Linked DNA regions of Mus musculus: regions 2 and 3 are each linked to region 1. A link is a contact called in public Micro-C and promoter capture Hi-C data. All regions are on one chromosome and are shown on one strand. The core of a region is the stretch at or near the end of the contact, and the rest is flanking DNA. Distances in the headings are between cores, read along the strand shown.

What was found. Promoter capture Hi-C pulls out the DNA fragments that hold promoters and counts their contacts. Hi-C and Micro-C count contacts between places; a contact is called where the count stands out from the background.
Region 2: a promoter capture Hi-C map of embryonic stem cells shows a contact between it and region 1, with 5 times the contacts expected there. The contact joins the promoter of Depdc1a here to the promoter of Lrrc7 in region 1. A contact is called at or near these places in 5 of 39 promoter capture datasets (cranial neural crest, embryonic stem cells, hippocampal neurons and 1 more) and 4 of 115 datasets of contacts at active chromatin or transcription factors (VIP interneurons, astrocytes, large pre-B cells and 1 more).
Region 3: a contact with region 1 is called in a Micro-C map of embryonic stem cells, with 4 times the contacts expected there. The contact joins the promoter of Ptger3 here to the promoter of Lrrc7 in region 1. A contact is called at or near these places in 1 of 39 promoter capture datasets (stem cell-derived epiblast-like cells) and 1 of 484 Hi-C or Micro-C datasets (embryonic stem cells).

Annotation. Positions count from the first base shown.
Region 1 is chr3:158,560,487-158,563,186 of GRCm38.p6, forward strand. Lrrc7 (leucine rich repeat containing 7) reads right to left here and starts at 1,275. Exons shown (of 28, transcript NM_001081358.3): 1 at 620-1,275.
Region 2 is chr3:159,494,171-159,496,870 of GRCm38.p6, forward strand. It overlaps Depdc1a (DEP domain containing 1a), which reads left to right and starts at 1,263. Exons shown (of 12, transcript NM_001172092.1): 1 at 1,263-1,396. The coding sequence starts at 1,349.
Region 3 is chr3:157,565,456-157,568,155 of GRCm38.p6, forward strand. Ptger3 (prostaglandin E receptor 3 (subtype EP3)) reads left to right here and starts at 1,421. Exons shown (of 4, transcript NM_001359745.2): 1 at 1,421-2,390. The coding sequence starts at 1,563.

The sequences.
Region 1 (2,700 bases), core at 25-2,524:
ATTCCCTAGCTTCTCTCACAGAACACAAAGGAGTTGCCTGGCTTAGAGAGTCAAGCATCTTCTCAGACTCCAAGGAAAGCACTCGCCCCATCCCTTCCCACTTCTTTCTGTCCTTTAGTCTTTCCTTCTTTCCCATCCCATTCTTCTCCCCAAACCCCACCCTTTTCTTTTCACCCTCAGTGACACCCCAATAATTCCTTTATAGACACCAAGACAGTAATACACCTTTCAAGATAAAGCACAAGTGTGTGCTGCCACAAGTGTGTGTGTGTGTGTGTGTGTGTGTATCACACTTGCTCCATCCCTCACACACCACGGGGAAAGCAGACTGGATACCCCAGGATCAAAAAAAAAAAAAAAATGCAGAAAGCCATATCTCTCAGGACTCCGTGGTCCCAGCATCAGTTCCCCGCACTCGCTCCTCACCTTTCCTTTTCGCAATATGTAACCCTTTAGAGTCCCTTGACCATCCAAAGCGCCGGGCTCCTAAGCACTTGTCCAGCTATCGCTGGATTCCACAGACCGGCAACCGCCCCAACGCTGAGGCACCCGGGCCACCTGAGCCTCCCAGATCCCCACTCCTGGACCGTGGGCAGAGGTCCCCCAATGCCCTACTCACATCGCCGGAAGCAGAAACTACCCATGAGGGTCCAAGGAGTGAAGGCCTTGCAGCTGCTGAGGGTTACTCCTTAAAGTGCTCTGGGGTCCGCAGTGAAGCCAGTAGGGGAGTCCTCCGAAGCAAAGGCAGAGGGGACTCCAGGCAGATGCGGTGTCAGACCATGGTGCCACTGCCCTTCAGGTGCAGGAGAGGAGAGGCGCCCCTGGGGAGCCGGGAGCCCGCCCGGAGCACCACTGCGGCCAGTCCCCGGCCTCCGCCCGCCCAGAGCGCCGCGCTAGCGACCGTAGCAGCAGCAGTGGCGGCGGCGGCGGCGGAGGCGCAGCTCCCTCCCCGCCCCCAGAAGGCTCCACAGACAATAAATCCTGGGTGGAGAAGAGAAAGGCAGCGCGGGCGAATCGTGTACCCAACTCGGCTGCTGCCCCGGCTGGCCGCGACGCCTCTGAAGAGGCGAGGGACCCCGTGGCCCGGGGCGCAGCAAGCACTGGCTGGGCTCTTGCGCTCCCGCAGTTGCGGGTGGCGGCGGGGGTCCTGGGTGGGCGGCTGCAGGTCGCGCTTGCCCAGAGGCTGGGTGGCCGTGGCTTGGAGCCCAGGGTTGGCCCGGAACGGGGTCCTCCGTGGTGCCGCGGCTTGGCGCACAGGTGCCAGGATTGGCAGACGAGGCGCTGCTCCTGGCTCGCGCCTGTGACTCCCCACTCTCCCCGCCCCCTCTCTTTCCTCCCACCCCCTTTTCCGACGACACCAGCTGCAGCTGCTTCAAAGTGTGAAAAATGTCAAGGAGATTTTCCAGGGCTCAGAGAGGATGACCACCACCTTGCCAGACCTCAGCCATTCTTGGACTACCTTGCTTGCCCCTTATGACCTCTACTTGGACTCCCTGCAATTTGGAGGAGCAAGATCTCAGTCCCGCGGAGAAATGAGATGTTCTAGCTTTCTCTGGTTCCGTTACCACCCGCAGCTTTTAGACAGCCAGTTGAGCTCTCTAGGTCCCTCAGTTGCCTGGAGTACACAAAGCAGGTGTCATCAGGCTCGCACGGGGCAGCGCGGGCTCCCCCGGCGTTCTCCCACCAGCCCGGGGCGCTCCTGCTGGCGGCACGGTGTTCTGCAGCGCCGGGAATCCGCCAGCACCGCGGCTCCAGGCCTGTGCGCTGGGTGCTCCCGCACCAGTTCAGTGACGCTGCGCGTGGCTCCGCAGGCTGCCGCTCCTGCTACCTCAGCAAAGAGACCGCCAGGAGTGCCTCCTCGGGGTTTCCTCCCTGCCTGCGTTGCAGGCTGCAGGTTGCAGGCTGCCCAAGGAAAAGGTCTGCTTCTGAGTCCAGTGGCTTATTCAGTACTACCATAGAGAGTCAATGGCAGCTTTCAAGACCCCTTTCCATTTTGGTCTGAGATTGCTGTTCAGGGGATGTACAAAAAATGAGAAGTGTTTCCCAACTTCCTTTCATTTATTCACAATCCTGCTCCTTCTGCCCCGAACTCAGGAACATTCGCTCCTCCACACATATTCACCGGAAAGCACACACAGAAAAATACAGACATGTACAAAAAGCTTTAAAAAGCATAGTGATGAGACTAGTGCTATATTTAGACCCCCTGCTTTCTAGACGAAACCGAATTCCTTCTATCCCGGGATTCTTCTGTGATTTAGAAGTGATAGGGCTAGGGGCCTCCCCCTTTTCTCTCCAATGCCAGTGGACTGTGACATTCAGATGCTACTTGGAGTTGGGTGAACTCCCAAAAGTGCTGGCATGTATCTTATATCTGGAATACGAAAAGTCTTCAAGGTTAAACATCGAACCCTGCCCCCACCCCAGGCTGCCAGGAATTGTCTAGGAAGAGATTGGAGACTGAGACTTCATCTATAGATAGTCATGGAAGAGGATTACTGCTTTATCTGGAAAAGGTGAAAAGGTTGGTGGCCTCTTAAGGAGACTTCCCTTAATTTACACAAAGAAGAGGAAAGGAGTGCATTTTGGAAAACCACATTTTTAAGAAAAAAAGCATTGTGAAACAGTGTAAAACTTCTTCTGAAAGTGGCAAAGAAATGACAAAATTTGTTGAAAGGACACTTTTTTAAACCTAACTTT
Region 2 (2,700 bases), core at 13-2,512, 930 kb after region 1:
CAAATTAAGAGAAAAACTTCTAAAAGAGACAACTTTTTTTGCATAGAGTAAACCTTTACAGACCCATTCATCCAGATTGATGTTCTTCCAATTTTTCAATAAATCTTCTCTTCATGAAGCTAGTAAAGCAGCGAATAAATCAGACCATATACAAATACACATATTAGTAAATACACATACATATTAAAGATCGTGCAAAAGAATAAGAGAAGTAGACGGAGAAAGAAAATGTTGGTACTGCAAGTAAAATGTGGACAAGAAAACAGATGATGTGAAATTTATAAATAAATGTCAACTACTTTAAGAGAATGTTCCTTTTTCTATGAATTTCTACTATAAAGGTTAATTTCCAGACTTTTTGGTGACCTTTTCTCAACAACGACAACAAAAATTCATAATGTTTTCACTATTCTGTGCAAATGATTTCTATGTCATTGTTATTATATAAATCACTACCTTTTCTAGAAGGTGATAGAAGAGCAAGTCAAAGGAATTTTTACAGAGGTGTGAACACACAAATGTATGTATCTTGGTCCTATAAAACAGTACAACTAAAGACAACTGATTTTTAAACAGTAATAATTCATCTTAATTGAAAAAATCATATTAAATCATGGCAAATATAGACATTTGGTGTACACATGTCACATAAGCCAGCACTACCCTCTAACAGGTAGGGACTGAAAGATGATAGGGAAACCTGCAAGTAAAGTCTGTTTTGATATGTCAAATAGGTATCTAAGCTGCTTGTCCAGGGTTTGAAACTTGTGTGTGTGTGTGTGTGTGTGTGTGTGTGTGAGAGAGAGAGAGAGAGAGAGAGAGAGAGACAAAGAGACAGAGAGACAAAGAGACAGAGAGACAGAGACAGAGAGAGAGACAGAGAGAGAGACAGAGAGAGAGAGAGAGACAGAGAGAGACAGAGAGAGACAGAGACAAACAGAGACAGAGAGACAGACAGAGACAGAGCTTGAAAGAAAATAAACAAACACACACCGAGGTCTTTTAGGGGTAGTGTCCGGGTGAAACCCAGCCTGGCTTATATTAACATTGCTGAAGAGCCCCTAGAATCAAGAAGGGAGAGTCGTTTCTGCTGTCGTGCCATTCTTTAGCTATACAATCGCTTTGGTTCTGTGCTCCACAGCTCTCCTGCACCACCCAGACAAGCTGTGCTCGCGTCACAGCGCCTTCCCCTCCGTGTAGCATCATGTGACTCAATGGCGCCGCCAATCAGCTTCGCTCGGAGATATTCAAATCAGCAGCGCGGCAGTTGTTTCCGACACCAACTCCAGGCCACAGAGGTTCCTGCTACCGCGCACTTTCCGCAGCCTCTCAGCCCGGCAATGATAGCATGGAGCGTCAGGGTGCTCCTCTTGGACCTTACCGGGCCACCAAGCTGGTAAGAACGTGGAGGAGAGGGACCAGAGACCGAGGTTTTCCGAGGGATCCTGGGTGTAAAAAAGTTTCCTGAGGGGATTCAGAGCTACTAGATTCGTGAGCCAGGGATCTGGTATCCCGAGTGAGCCAAGGCGCCTAGATTTCGGAGAAAGGTGCTGAGGGAAAGGTGCTGAGATGCAGCTGCTCCTGTCCGGGTCTTTGATTTGCACTCCTCTCTGGTATTTCTCAGTTTCAGATCCAAAGTGCTCTACCCCAAAATTGTATCACTTTCTGACTCTGCGAGACAACTCCTCAGATGTCTTCTTTCCCCCTGATTCGCATAATAGTCTTAGCCACTTTTCACTTGTAATCTACAGCCTCTCAGAATTAGAAATTAAAGTTTCAAGTCTGGAAGCCCAGGCATGACAGCTTGGCTTATTGACCCTATAGAATTTGTGAGTAGCACTAGGAAAGAACTATTCAACCTAAACCCCGAGTACTTTAGTAATCACTTTTAATAGTCACTGGGGCTGCGCATTTGGATTACATTGAGATTCACCTAACCTCAGTTTCCACATTGGTACAATGGCACAATACATGCCCACTTTAAGAGATTTTCTAAAAATATTCTGTGTATGAGAATGTGTGATAGTCTATAGAATAACAAGCAAATTGTCTTCTCACAAATGCTGGCCCTACTTTACCTTGTGGGAACTAAGTTTCAAAGAAGGAACTCTCTGAAAGCCACATAAATGATGGATGGAAGAACTAGAAAATGTACCACTTTCTGTCAGGGTGATCTTGATATTCTAGTGCTCAACAAGTAGTGGTGGTTATGTTTATCAGTAGAAAGGATGGAATTTAGTTTTGAAATGTACCTTAATGAGGTAGTCCTGTCACATCTTATATGAATTTACCATCTTATATGAAAGTAACATAAGCAACCCCCCACACACAAAAATGTCAAGTACTAACAAAAATTTACATAAAATAAGGGTTTTGTTGATTACCACAAGATAGATATTAATACAAGGATACTGAGGTACAGGGAAGGAAAGAACAAAGATTTATAAACAAAAAGTAAGACTAAAGTTTAAGCAAATACAAAATGTTTCAGCCTGGGAACTTACAAATCCATCACATTTCAAAAATATTGTGACATCTGTGAGTGCAGAGTCACATGTTACTTTATTACTGTGGTGAAGCAGTTCAGTACAGTTTCTTGAAAGTAATGAGAGAGGTTTGGGGAAAAATAATTATATTTACTGTTTTTCAGCTGTAAAACCAATATTGTGATCTTACACGTGATACAGTAGTAATATAATT
Region 3 (2,700 bases), core at 171-2,670, 990 kb before region 1:
GTTACTTATTTGCAGGGTGAACAGCTAAAATGTAGGTAACTCTGGCTGGGAAAAAAAAAATGCTTCAAGAAGAGAAGGGTTTCTGAAACTTTGTTAAGAGCTGTCAACAAAGGAATACACATGGCTCCAGCTGCATATGTAGCAGAGGATGGTCTTGTCATGGTATCAAGTGGAAGGAGAGGTCCTTGGTCCTATGAAGGTTGGATAGATGCCCCAGTGTAGGGGAATCAAAGGTGGGGAGGTGGGAGTGGGTGGGTGGGTGGAGGAACACCCTCTTAGAAGCAGGGGGAGAGATGTGATAGGGTGTTACAGGGAGGGGCGGGAAAGGGGATAACATGAAATGTAAATGAAAATATCCAATAAGAGAGAGAGAGAGGGAGAGAGAGAGAGAGGGAGAGAGAGAGAGAGATTGATTAACTATCTTTGCCAATACATGTTCTTATGGTCGACCTTCTCAGTAAGCATTAGGCAGGGGGAAGTGACCTAATGAATAGAATGCTAACCACTCAAAGGAAGACCTGAATTGGGATTCCCAACACCTGAGTAAAAGTAGCCTGGCTGTTGGGCTTGGGTGTGTGAGGCCATACCAGGCCGGGAGTCACAGTGGAAGACACTCCATGTTGAAGTCTGACCTCAATGTAAATACGAAAGGACTCTCTCTCTCTCTCTCTCTCTCTCTCTCTCTCTCTCTCTCTCTCTCTCTCTCTCTCTCTCTCTCACACACACACACACACACACACAGCGGGGTGGGAAATAGGGGGATGATAATGTAAACAAGTTAGTTATTAATAAATATAAAATTTTTGATCTAACTAAAGGGTGGCATATTTTCTTTGATGTATGAATTCCAGAATACTCTTAAAATTTAAATGTATCATTATACTGAAATGTCACTCAGTGAAAATGTGAATTTGCTATGTACTTTCACCTGTGTGCTTACTTGGTTTTGGATTTTTAAACTGACATTATCCTAGAAAAGTATTTTACCAATATGAGTTTGGAATTAGTCCAAAGTAAAATAAGGCAATAGTTTCAGGAAGACTTAAAACACAAACTCATCCCTATTCTTTCCCAGATGTGAGTATCATATGTATATACATATGATATTGATACATATACATATATATATTTATATATATATATTAAATAAAACAAATTCAATGACAGTCAAACATGAGGAGAAATCAGCATTGCGATTCACGCAGCTACTAACATGTCAGATTTCGTCTTTTCTCCAGTGTCACGTAACCCAAAGGCTGATGAGCACTTTACAGAGTCCCAGAGCTGGAGAGGCAGACCTAGGGGGCGCGGCGCCAGGTGATCCCAGCCCACACCGCCCTTCGCCTGCCTACTCGCAGCACCGCCCCTCGAGCTCCAAGGCGCGGGAGGAGCCTCGCGCGGCGTCGGGCGGCGCCTGTCCAGTCCCCGCAGCCTAGCGCGGGAGGCGGCGGGCGATGGAGAGCAGAGCCTGGGCTCCGGCTGTCCCCCAGTGCACTCTGCTGCTATCCCGCAGCTGAGCCGGGAGGCTCCGGCCCCGTGCGCCCTACCGTGGCCCCGCCACTATGGCTAGCATGTGGGCGCCGGAGCACTCTGCTGAAGCGCACAGCAACCTGTCAAGTACTACCGACGACTGCGGCTCCGTGTCCGTGGCCTTTCCCATCACCATGATGGTCACTGGCTTCGTGGGCAACGCGCTGGCCATGCTGCTCGTGTCGCGCAGCTACCGGCGCCGCGAGAGCAAGCGCAAGAAGTCTTTCCTGCTGTGCATTGGCTGGCTGGCGCTCACCGACTTAGTGGGGCAGCTCCTGACCAGCCCGGTGGTCATCCTCGTGTACCTGTCACAGCGACGCTGGGAGCAGCTCGACCCATCGGGGCGTCTGTGCACCTTCTTCGGGCTAACCATGACAGTGTTCGGGCTATCCTCGCTCCTGGTGGCCAGCGCCATGGCCGTGGAGCGCGCCCTGGCCATCCGTGCGCCGCACTGGTATGCCAGCCACATGAAGACTCGCGCCACGCGCGCGGTACTGCTGGGCGTGTGGCTGTCTGTGCTCGCCTTCGCGCTGCTGCCGGTGCTGGGCGTGGGCCGCTACAGCGTGCAGTGGCCGGGCACGTGGTGCTTCATCAGCACCGGGCCGGCGGGCAACGAGACAGACCCTGCGCGCGAGCCGGGCAGCGTGGCCTTTGCCTCCGCCTTCGCCTGCTTGGGCTTGCTGGCTCTGGTGGTGACCTTTGCCTGCAACCTGGCGACCATCAAAGCCCTGGTGTCCCGCTGTCGGGCCAAAGCCGCCGTCTCGCAGTCCAGCGCCCAGTGGGGCAGAATCACCACGGAGACGGCCATCCAGCTCATGGGGATCATGTGTGTGCTGTCCGTCTGTTGGTCGCCGCTATTGGTAAGTAGTTGGTAGAGTGGGGGCGTTTGTAGGGAGCCGTAAATGTAGGGAAACTTTCTGAAAGTGACTAGCACCCAGAATTCCTGCCGCTCATGCGGCCCCGGGTTGCAGCCTCCAGCCAAGAGCCTAAGCCGCTTGCGGAGCTTACAAGAGCTAGTCAAGTCGGTCCAGACTTGCCAGGCGCTTGTGAAGATGCAAACAGCCTAGGCACAGAGGTGGGTAGACGCTGCTCAAGCCAGTGCAGACTGATGTTTGCCCCTTGCGTTATAAGAGGAGGTATGATGACAACTCTAGCTCAACCTGCTAATCC